2 separate regions of the Sus scrofa genome follow, and region 1 is linked to region 2. The links are chromatin contacts, called in public Hi-C maps. All regions are on one chromosome and are shown on one strand. Each heading gives the region's core, a stretch centred on a gene start, on an enhancer-like site or on the middle of the called end of the contact. The rest is flanking DNA. Distances are from core to core; before and after follow the strand shown.

What was found. A called contact is a pair of places that touch in the nucleus more often than the background predicts.
Region 1: a contact with region 2 is called in a Hi-C map of liver, with 3 times the contacts expected there. The contact joins the promoter of NCBP3 here to the promoter of GSG2 in region 2. A contact is called at or near these places in 1 of 5 promoter capture datasets (liver), 15 of 47 Hi-C or Micro-C datasets (alveolar macrophages, blood, brain and 6 more) and 1 of 2 datasets of contacts at active chromatin or transcription factors (alveolar macrophages).

Annotation. Positions count from the first base shown.
Region 1 is chr12:49,915,801-49,921,357 of Sscrofa11.1, reverse strand. It overlaps NCBP3 (nuclear cap-binding protein subunit 3), which reads left to right and starts at 2,599. Exons shown (of 13, transcript XM_003131866.6): 1 at 2,599-2,831; 2 at 5,013-5,078. The coding sequence starts at 2,649.
Region 2 is chr12:49,817,839-49,823,771 of Sscrofa11.1, reverse strand. It overlaps GSG2 (serine/threonine-protein kinase haspin), which reads right to left and starts at 3,337. Exons shown (of 2, transcript XM_021067684.1): 1 at 3,184-3,337; 2 at 257-3,181. The coding sequence starts at 3,246. The coding sequence ends at 899. It overlaps ITGAE (integrin alpha-E), which reads left to right. Exons shown (of 32, transcript XM_021067683.1): 28 at 3,452-3,508; 29 at 3,802-3,897.

The sequences.
Region 1 (5,557 bases), core at 1,350-3,849, 98 kb before region 2:
GAGGACAACCACTCTGGGTGGCACACTAAGGTGGGGAAACTGAGGCCCAGGGACCAGTGACTCACTCAAAGCCTTTTTTTTTTTTTTTTTTTTTGCTTTTTAGGGTTGCACCCCACGGCACATGGAGGTGCCCAGGCTAGGGGTTGAATTGGAGCTGTAGTTGCTGACCTACCCCATAGGAACAGCAACAAAGGATCTAGGCTGCCTCTGCAACGTATACCACAGGTCACCGCAATGCAGGATCCTTAACCCACTGAACGAGGCCAGGGATCGCACCCGAATCCTCATGGATGCTAGTCAGATTCATTAACCACTGAGCCACGACAGGAACTCCTCGCTCAAAGTCTTATAGTGAGTTAGGGAAGATCCAGGGTTAGAGCCCAGGTCTCCTGCACACCCACCCCACCCAGGTCTTCCCAGGTCAGCTGCCAGGAAAACCCAGAACCCTAACAAGGGGACACTGAGAAGGGTAGGTGGGAAAATCAGATGAAGGTTGCACTTCCAGGCCTAACCACATGATTCATGCTAGAATCTCCCAGGGCCAAGAATGAACCCATGCCATAGCAGCAACCCAAGCCACTGCAGTGACAATGCCAAATCCTTACCCCTTGCACCACAAAGGAACTCCATCCAAGGGAGCTTTTAAAAAAAATCAGCCACCATTAGAGATTCTGATTTAATTGGTCTGGGATGTACGTATTCTGGTGTCTTTTTTTTTTTTTTTTTTTTTTTTTGGTTTTAACAAATAGATTTGGAGGGACCCTTTCAAGTTGATAAAAAAATTTAGTAGAAAGTACAGAGTTCCCATAGACCCACTCACTCCCTTCTCCCACCCCCCAGTTTCCTCTGTTAATAACATCTTGCCTTAGTGTGGTACATTTGTCACAATCCATGAGATAATATTGATGCATTATTGTTAATTAAAGCCCACATTTCACTTTATTTTCCCATTGAGCCCCATAACACAGCAGTGATCCAAGCCACAGCAGTGACAATGCTGGATCCTTAACTGCTTGGCCACCAGGAAACTTAACATTTTCTTTAATTGTAGGCACTTTACTTCACTACTGACCTGCCCATGTTCCAAGAATAGACATGAACTGGGGGTCTGGGCGTGCTTGTGTGTGCCCAACTTAGAACTGCACCTGACTTCCATCAGGTGTGTCCGATGCTGGTCATGCTCTTCCTTGGTTTTTAACTGTTTGTTCCTCCATGCTCAGAGCTCTTGGAGTCTCAGTTTTGTGGTGTATAAAATGGGCCAATCATTGGAAGACCTGGAAGAGATAAAAGATGTCAAGGAAAATGCGTTGTATACCTACAGACTTGCGCAAATGTGATAGACCAAGGCTGACTCTGGGGTCTGGAGGCAGACTGTTTAGACTCACATCCAAGTTTATCCCTTAAATACCCTGTCACCTTGAGTAAATTTTTATTTTCTTCCTTCATTCCTCTCTCTCTCCCTCTTTCCCTCCCTCTCTTGCCTCTCTCTTCTCTCTCTCCTTTTTCTTTCTTCACCCCTCTTCCTTCCTGCCTTTCTCTTTCTTTCTTTCTTTTTTTTTTTTTTTTGTCTTCTTGCCTTTTCTAGGGCTGCTCCCATGGCATGTGGAGGTTCCCAGGCTGGGGATCCAATCAGAGCTGTAGCCACCGGCCTATGCCAGAGCCACAGCAACGTAGGATCTGAGCCGCGTCTGCAACCTACACCACAGCTCACGGCAACGCCAGATCCCTAACCCACTGAGCAAGGCCAGGGACTGAACCCGCAACCTCATGGTTCCTAGTGGAATTCGTTAACTACTGCGCCACGACGGGAACTCCTCTTTCTTTCTTTCTTTTGTGTATGTGTGTGTTTTGTCTTTTCAGCGCTGCACCTGACACATATGGAGGTTCCCAGGCTAGGGGTTGAATCAGAGCTGCAGCTGCCAGCCTACACCTCAGCCACAGCAACGCGGGATCCAAACCGCTTCTGTCACCTACACCACAGCTTAAAGCAACACTGGATCCTTAACCCACTGAGCAGGGCCAGGGACTGAACCCTAGTCCTCATGGATACTAGTCAGGTGTGTTAATCACTGAGCCACGATGGGAACTCTAATTTTATGGCTGCACCCACAGCATATGGAAGTTCCGGGGCCAGGGATTCATTCCCAGCCTCAGCTGTGACCTATGCCGCAGCTGTGGCAAGGCCCGATCCTTTAACCCACTGAGGCACAGTGGGAACATCAATCTTGGTTAAATTTAAATGCCTCCGTTTGTAGTAGTAATACTTCAAAGGGTATGTGTAAGGATTCGGGCGCTTGGAACAGTCATTGGCAGGTAATGATTGCTTGGTGCAATTATTACAGGTATACTGCCCAAGGTGTGTAGCTATTTTCTAAGGCCAGACTGCAGCGAAAGGCTCCAGGCCCCGCCCCCTCCAGTAGGCCCTGCCCTTGTTCCCACTCGGTCCCGCCCTCTTTTCCACCAGATCCCGCTTCAGCTGGCCCTCAGGTACCTCCCGCCACTAGGGGGCGTCGTGGCTAAACAGGGCCCTTTAGCTGCAGCAGGCGACGCTCTAGGTAGCGGAGGCCGTTGCTCTGTGGCTAGTGGCAGCGGCGCTCTAGCCGGTGGTGTGCGGGGAGGGCGCTCAGTGGTGCGGCCGGCGGGCGGCGATGGCGGCCGTTCGGGGCCTGCGAGTGTCGGTGAAGGCAGAGGCCCCGGCGGGACCGGCCTTGGGGCCCCTGTCGCCTGAAGCGGAGTCCGGTTTGGACCGCGGCGAGCCGGAGCCCATGGAGGTGGAGGAGGGCGAGCTGGAGATCGTGCCGGTGCGGCGCTCGCTGAAGGAACTGATCCCGGTATGGGCGGGGGGGCGGGGGCGAGGAGGAGGTCGCCGAGCGAGTGTCCCGCGCCGGAGCAGGCCGGAAAGGGAGGCGGCGGGGGCTGGGGCCAGGGACGGGGGCATTCAGAGGAATGGGAGAGGGGGACGAGCCCTTGGGGGACGGGGGCTGGGACCGGGAGCAAAAGAAAGGACGCCTGAGCGCCCGGAAATGGGTATTGAGGGGGCTGGAGGAGGTGGGGTTGAGCTGGGGGGTAGTTGAGGACACCCTCTTTGCTGCCACTCTGAGCCAGTCTTTGCAAGAGGGTGGGCGAGGAGGGGTTAGGATTGTTTGGCGGCTTGAGATAAAGGGGCAGCCTCGGGCGGGAACAGAACCCGGAGCGGCCCAGAAGGAACTGTCGGGCGGGGGGAGGCGCCGGCATCCCGCCTCCCTGTGGGTCCTGCACCGGTGGAGCTGATGTCTGTTAAACACAGCACTCGCGGTTTTCCTTGGAGGGCTGAACTTGTCAGCTGCAGAAACTCAGTGTCCCTATTGTGATTTGAGGGTCATCTTGCTCCACCGCATCTGACCCTTAATTAAACCAAAACATCGTAAACCAGCAGTGGTCCGTCTTTTATCGCAATGGGGAATGTGAGAGGTGTTTTGCTTGTTGTGGTTTGAGAGTCCTATGTCTGGTTCTTAGGGTCGGTCTCAGGCCTGCAGAGCTCTTCTCATGTACTTAATTTCTCACCAGACATGGACTGTTTATGTTTTCAAGTCTTGCTTTTAACTGAGATTATGGGAAAAGGTAGAGGTAGGAGCACTAAAGATAGCAAATGATAATGCTGACTCCGGCAACCACAATTAACATAGTGGCATTTTACCATTTACTGCATTGTATCGTTTAAATATCACTGTGACTGCGAAGTAGACGTTATCCCCTTGTTCATTCAGTTCAACCTGTACTTATTGCATCCTCCACTTTGTGCCAGGCATAGTCCTAGGCGCTTGATCAAGATCAAGATCAAACTCCCTCCTGGAATTGACACTCCAGTTGGGGGACACAACTAAACTCGTAATTACCAATATTGGTGAGTGCTGTGGAGAGAATAAAACATTTTAATGGGATAGGAGAGTGCAGAGGGCAGAAGCAGGAAGCAGAATGGCATAGGATAGTCAGGAAAGTCCTCTGGCATAGCGACGAATAAGCTGAACCCTACGTGACAGAAAGGAGCCAGTCATGTGCAGGCTTGGAAGAGAGTGTTCCCAGAAGGGGCAGCAGGAAGCACAAAGGCTCTGAGATGGGAACAAGGTTGTTTTGTTGGAGAAACGCAAAGTTCTGTAGCTCTAGTGGGAGAGCAGTAAAAGAGGTCAGAAAGGTAGGCGGATACCAACAGAGGAAACTTAGGTCCAGAGAAGCCAAAGGAATTGTTCAGTGTCCTGTGATCAGTGAACATCAGCGCTGTGGTTTGAGTCCCCAGGCTTCCAAATCCCATCCTGTTTTCTTTGCACTGTTCTCTTTCCCCCCAGGAGGTCCAGGTGAGTCTGGACTTTCTGCATTTTGGTGGAGCCGTGTGCTCCATCTGGTGGCCTGACATGGTGAATTTGTCCAGTCTGGGTTGGGGTAATGAGAGACTGCTTCATCTTGGGTATTTTTCATGAAAGCCTTCAGATTTTCATCTACATGGATGCCTTCAGTAGAGGGAATTGCTTTAAGCTGTGGACAGGCTCTGATTTAGAGAAGAGTTCTCGTTAGAGTGGTTGATTGCTACCTGGGAGTCACTGGGACAGGCCTCCTCCTAATAAGGGGTTGTCAGAGTTGGGGAAGGATTGCTGAAAAGAATGACTTTCCAGGGAGTTCCCCTTGTGGCGCAGTGGTTAACGAATCCGACTAGGAACCATGAGGTTTCGGGTTCGATTCCTGCCCTTGCTCAGTGGGTTAATGATCCGGCGTCGCCGTGAGCTGTGGTGTAGGTTGCAGACGCGGCTCGGATCCCGAGTTGCTGTGGTTCTGGCTAGGCTGGCGGCTACAGCTCCAATTAGACCCCCAGCCTGGGAACCTCCCATATGCTGCAGGAGCGGCCCAAGAAATGGCAAAAAGACAAAAAAAAAAAAAAAAAGAATGACTTTCCAGAAGGAATAGGTTGTTGGGCTGTCACTTATCATGTGCTTAGCTTCAGTTGCTTGCTAAGCATTTCTCACCTCTTCCCTTTGTGTTAGGACACAAGCAGGCGATATGAAAACAAGGCTGGCAGCTTCATCACCGGAATCGATGTCACCTCCAAGGTAAGATGGACCGTGATTTGTTTATTTGTTTTGAGAAGCAGGTGAACTTAATGAACTTGCTTCTAGGACTTGTAGAACAGCAGTTATTTTTTAGCTACTTTTTACTTTTGTTGCTGGATTAAACTTTTTAAGTTAAATTTTGTATTACGCATTGATGCCTTCATACATTCTGAAAACATTTAGGCAGCTTTTGTATGTTCTCCAGTCCATGAGAAGATAAAATCACTATACCTAGATGCCTGTGCTTAACCATATCCAAGGAAGAGTTCTTTGTTGAGAATGCTTTTTTATGCTGCCCCTTTTTTAGAAATGTGTAAACCAAACAAACCAAAAAAAAAAAAGGAGTTCCAGTTGTGGCTCAGTGGTTAACAAATCCAACTAGGAACCATGAGGTTTCGAGTTCGATCCCTGGCCTTGCTCAGTGGGTTAAGAATCTGGCATTGCTGTGGCTCTGGCGTAGGCCAGCACTACAGCTCCAA
Region 2 (5,933 bases), core at 2,088-4,587:
TGGATCTGGCACTGTGGTGGCTGTGACAAGGGTTGGCAACTGCAGCACCAGTGATTTGACCCCTAACCTGGGGATTCCCATATGCCGAGGGTGCAGCCCTACAAGGCGAAAAAGAAAGAAGAAAAGGTTAGTTAACCTGGGAAGACATTAGGAGTAAATTACCAAAGTCAGGTTCACAAGGAATATTAACCACTCGGCCCTTAACGCGACATTTGTTTTTCTTCCCTTGATGAAGAAATAAGCAAAAATTCAAACCTTTTAGTAGCCATGGAGTCATTTATTTTCCCTTTGAAAATCAATGACTTCTGCTTTTCTTTGAGGTTGGCAAGTGAGCTTGATAAACAGGTGGCATTTCTCACACTTCTCCCTATAAAGTGTCTACCATCTTCCTTTCCTCTTGCCTTCCAGACTGTCTGCCTCCATCTCTGCTTTGCTACAGGCGCTTTGCTCGCAGGTGACTCCTCATCTGCAGTGAGGTTCCCAAAGCCAGCCTTCTGACACCTACAGCCACCAGATCTGATCACTGCGACAGCTGAGGCTTTGGGCTTTCCTGATTTTTCTCCCCCTGCTCAGTCTCTATAAAGTATCAAGGCTCAAAAAGGAAAAGGTGGGAAGGAATTTACAGAATGGAGTCTGCTGACAGTTAGCAAGAGGGCCTTTCAGCTGTAAACATTTATGCTCCGGTATAGTTTATTTTTTAAGAATAATTTTTAAGTTTAAACATGTTAACAAACATTTCAGTTTCCACTGGGAAGCAAAATTCTTGTTTGAAAAGCTGCTTGGACACCTGTTACGCATGGGAATCCCACCCTGTTCTGGGGCTAGAGGTTAAGAACGGCAGCAGGGGCTTCCCGCCCCGAGCCCTCTGCTGGGGTTGGGGGGCGCCCCCCGCCCCCGCTCACTTAAAGAGACTGTGCTGGCAGAGCAGGTCGGTGGCAGAGCGGAAGGTCAGCATGGTCTCATGGAAATGCTGGATCTTCTTCCTTGTTCGCTTCAAGGTGGGGGTGTTACATTTGGTCTTGAAGGTCATCTGTTTCAGAATCTTATCCGTGAGGTAGTGCAGCCAGAGCACGTTGTTGTAAGGGTGATAGTCGCCCCAGCAGTTGTTGTTCTCCTTCCTCATCAGCCTGTAGATTTCGAACTGGTAGTCACCTTCTCCAGTGAACAGGTCCTCGTCCATGGAGATGTCACAGAAAACCACGATCCCGTCCCGCTCCAGGCGAGACAGGGTGTAGTCGATGATGTTGACCTGCAGCCCGCGGGAGGCGATGGGGTACGTCTTCCCGTGGAGGGTGTAGTGGAGCTCTTTGAGGCTGGTTTTCTTCAAGAGCACATTTCCCCAGTGCAAGTCGCGGTGCTCGAAGTGCAGCGAGGCCTCTGCCACGGCGAGGGAGGCGGTGATCTGGTGCAGGATGCTCTTGGCGGTGGCAATGGAGTTCAGCTTCGAACTCATTTGCTCGAGATCGATCCCGCCAAACTCAAATTCCAGCACGATGAAGAGCTGGTCTTCCTCAAAAAAGTCAGGCCGGTCGTTTGCAGACCCTTTCGTTGAGTTGTAGCGATCCCAGGCTTGGAGGAGCAAGGGAGGGTAAGATCCTTGAACGCAGCGCACCGAGTTCAGCCCGATAAAGCCGTTGGTGCGATGACATCCCTCAGCAGACAAGAGGCTTAGCTCTTTGGAGATGATGATCTCCGGCAGGATTTCCTCGAAAGTTTTCTGATGAACTCCATTGACTAAGTCGGGTCCCTCAATAGCAATGATTTTCAGGGCCACTGGTGTGTGGTCAGCAATTGTTTGAAACACTTCGCCGAACACCCCTTCCCCAATCTTCTCACAGCATTCCAGTTTTTCTTCGGAAAGGCAGTAGCTGAAGGGGACAGGGCCCTCCTGACTGCATTCCCCATAAACCTTTTCTGCATCAGAGGCCTTTTTGTCTGTGACATGTAGTGACTTTAAGGGGGTGAGCAAATACATGGAGGAGGAGTGCCAAGGGGACAGAGCACTGTTTGTTCTGTTCGTGACAGGAGGGTTTGAATGTTCTGACATGAGGGACTGAGAGAGGGAACTGGCAACGGTGTAGCTGCTACACACGTTCGACACAGCAGTCACAACAATCTTCTTCTTGTGGAAACTGAAGGAAGCCCTGGATTTGGTCCAAGAGCAGGTGTTCTGTGAATGAGTCAGCTCCTGGGTGACAAATGAATCTTCTTCCATCTTTTGGCCTTTTTTAAACTGGTGGTGATGAAGGAGGGAGGTTTCTGCTGTCTCCTGATGCTTCCTTTTCCGGCTTGGTCCACTTCTTTCAGGCCGGTTGATTTTCGCAGGTATAATACCGCCCTTGCACCTGCGGGCCCCCTGGTATTCTACCTGGATAGTTCCTTGAGACCCGAGCTCTTGACAAGAGTCCTGGCCTGTGGCCCTCTTCTTACCCATGCTTGATAAACCTGGACTGTCCAGCCTATTCCCCACCAGTTCCCTTTCACAGCAGGATTCCCTCATACTCTTCCCATCTGCCCCAAGCTCAGAATGCTCAAGATCTCCTGGGTCCAAAAGGCTAAAGAGAGCTGACCTGAGGCTGGCATGGGCTTGGTGGGCCAACCTGGTGAGCCTGCTTCCTGCTGTCGCCGCCTCCTGGGAGCAGGGGAGAGGTGGCCGGTCCAGGGAGGTTCCTGGGAGGTGGAAGCCGCTCGGAGCTTCAGAGGCTGCATGGAGAGAGGCAGGAGGGTCGGTACCGATGCTGTCTCCTGGCGCAGGGAACCCGGGGCCGGGAGAGGCCGGAGAGCTAAACAGGGACGCACTGGTGCCCAGCTCGCCGCCGTCCCTGGGCTGCCTGCACACGCTGAGGTCCGGGCTCAGGCGGCCCGGGTTGCGGTTGGGGAAGGGCGGCGGTCCGAGCGGGTCGCAGGGGGTGCTGCACTTCTGAGGGTACCGCGCTCGCAGCCTCAGGCGTCTCGGGGTCGCGTTCAGACTCGGGCGGTTCCTGGACAGTCGGCCGCCAGCGCGCTTCCGCCGCTGACCCACCGGGCTGCTGGGGAAGTCGGGGTCGTCAGGATCGTCGGAGGAGACGGACTGCGAGGGGCCGCCGCCGCTGGCGTCGCTGCTGCTGCTGCTGAAGAAACGCTTCCGGTCTTGCGGCGGGAACCACTGCACGGCTGCCTGGCCCGGCCGCCGCCGCGGCCCCCGCCGCGGGCAGCCCCATACGTTCGGAAGAGCTGACTCCCGGGTCGCGGGAGTGACGCCGCCATGGCCGGCACCCGCCAGGCAGTTCAAATGCAAACACCGCGAGACTTCCTCGAGACGCAGACGCGCCCGCGGGCCGGCCGGCCCGCCGGGTCCTAGCGCCCGACCGTGCGCCTGCGCAACACGACGGTCTCGCCGGAAGTGGGATAGGGCGGCCAACTATGGCGATTTGTCTTTTTCATTGGGCTGCGGGCACTGCTCTCGTTTCAGGCCGACACTGTGTGCACGCAGAAACAGGAACCCGCTTGTGGCAGCAATCCGGTTGAGGTGAGTGCAGCCGTCCCCAGGGGCCCAGAGAGGGAGGAGGGTCTGAAGCCGGTGACGTGAGACGCCCTGATAGTACTTTTCCGAGGTTTCCCCTGAAAGCACAGGCGGGGGGCGCTCCTTAGCCTCTTCACCGGGTCACGTTCGCCAGGGTTGCGGCTTTGCTAGAGGCAAGTGAGCGCAGAAACTGCTCACGTTCTCTATTCTGGGCCCTTGAGGTGTTGTGTGTGCCGAGTGCTAAAATTCCTGGCTTTTTCAGCCGTGGAGGGGTTGTGCTAACATCCATCTTCTTCCAGCGTGTGGAAGAATGGCATTCAGTGAGCTGTGACATCACTTCGGATAAAGAAAATGTAACCGTGTCCGCAGAGCTCTCCTTAAGTCAATCAGAGCAGGTACTTCAGATTTGACTGTCCTGCTGTTTCATGGGATTCTTCCTTAGGAAGGATAGCCTTTCCAAATATAACATGTCCCAAACAGGTCTCTTGAACCACCTGCTGCTGTCCTAACCTGTTCCTTACCCACTTACTCGGTGTAACTTACAGGGTAACTTACCCAGGTTACTTACTAGGTTTTCTAGGAATTACATGCAACTCTTCCCTTTCTTCATCCCCAAATCTGTTCCAGCAGCAAACTCTGTCTTTCTATCCCCTCCACTTCTCCCAAATATATTCTACATCCCTTCCTTCTCCCCATCTCCACTGCTGCTGTTGTAGCTCAGGCCACTGCCTCTTGCTTGGGTTTATTGGCGTAACCTTCTCTCTGCACTTCTTGCCTCTGCTTTTGCGACGCCCTCTACATACGGTCTTCACATAACAGCTATCTCTTAAAAGGAAATGTTGTTCCAGTCATTTCTGGTGTTTTGTTTTTTGGGTTTTGTGTTTTGGGATTTTTTGCTTTTTTAGGGCTGCACCCAGGGCATATGGAAGTTCCCAGGCTAGGGGTCAAATCAGAGCTATAGCTGCAGGCCTACGCCACAGCCACAGCAATGCAGGATCCGAGCTGTGTCTTCATCCTACACCACAGCTCATGGCAAAGCCAGATCCTTAACACTGAGCAAGGCCAGGGATTGAACCCTCGTCCTCATGGATACTAGTCGGGTTCATTACCACTGAGCCAAAATGGAACTCCGTGTCATCTGCTTTAAAAAAATAAATAAATAAAAAAAATTTGAATACACTGAAACTAAAATTTGTGCTTTTTCAGTGGCCTGCAAGGCATCCTATGATCTGGTCTCTGCTTGCTTCTTCAACTTCACCTTCTAGTACTCACCTCTTCCCTGCTGTTTCTACTCCAGCTTGCCAGTATTGTTCTGACCACAGGACCTTTTTACTTGCTGTTCCTATTGCACAGCACTGCTCTTCTCCCAGATCTTAATGTGTGTGGTTTCTTCTTATATTTATCTCAGGTTATTTTTTTAGAGAGGCCTTCTCAGATCACTCATTCAAAAGTAGGAATTAGGAGGAGTTCCCTTTGTGGGTCAGTAGTAATGAACCTGACTAGTATCCATGAGAACACAGTTTCGATCCCTGGCCTTGCTCCATGGGTTATGGCTCCGGAGTTGCAGTGAGCTGTGGTGTAGGTCGCAGACACAGCTCTGATCTGGCATTGTGGCTGTGATGTAGCCTGGGAACTTCCTAGCCTAGCCCAGACCCCTAGCTCAGACCCCTGGCCTGGGAACTTCCATATGCCACAGGTGCAGCCCTTACAAAACAAAAAAGAAAATGAAACAAAACAAAGTAGGAACTAGGAGTTCCCACTTTGGCACAATGGGATTGGTGGCGTCTCTGCAGCACCAGGACATGGGTTTGATCCCTGGCCTCACTCAGTGGGTTAAAGGATCTGGACCTGCCTCAGCTGTGGTATAGGTCACAGCTGTGGGTTGGATCTGATCCCTGGCCTTGGAACTCCATTTGCCATGGGGTGGCCAAAAAGAAAGACAAAAAAAAAAAAAGTGGGGACTGGAGTTCCCGTTGTGGCACAGTGTTTAACGAATCTGACTAGGAACCATGAGGTTGTGGGTTCGATTCCTGGCCTTGCTCAGTGGGTTAAGGATCTGGCATTACCGTGAGCTGTGGTGTGGGTCGCAGACGCGGCTCGGATCCCGAGTTGCTGTGGCTCTGGCGTAGGCCGGTGGCTACAGCTCCGATTCGACCCCTAGCCTGGGAACCTCCATATGCTGCGGGAGCAGCCCAAGGAACGGCAAAAAAAAAAAAAAAAAAAAAGTGGGGACTAAAGTCTAGTTTAACATCATGCAGTGATCCAGGTGAGAATGATGAGATCTGAACCAAAAAAGTAGCAATGAGGATGGAGAAAAAGGAACAGGTGCAAGAAAGCCTGAAAAAAGAGAATCGTCAGGAACTGACTTGGGGCACATGGTGGAGTACGCAGTAAAGGGTAAGGGAGAAGACGCTGAGGTGTAACCGTAGGT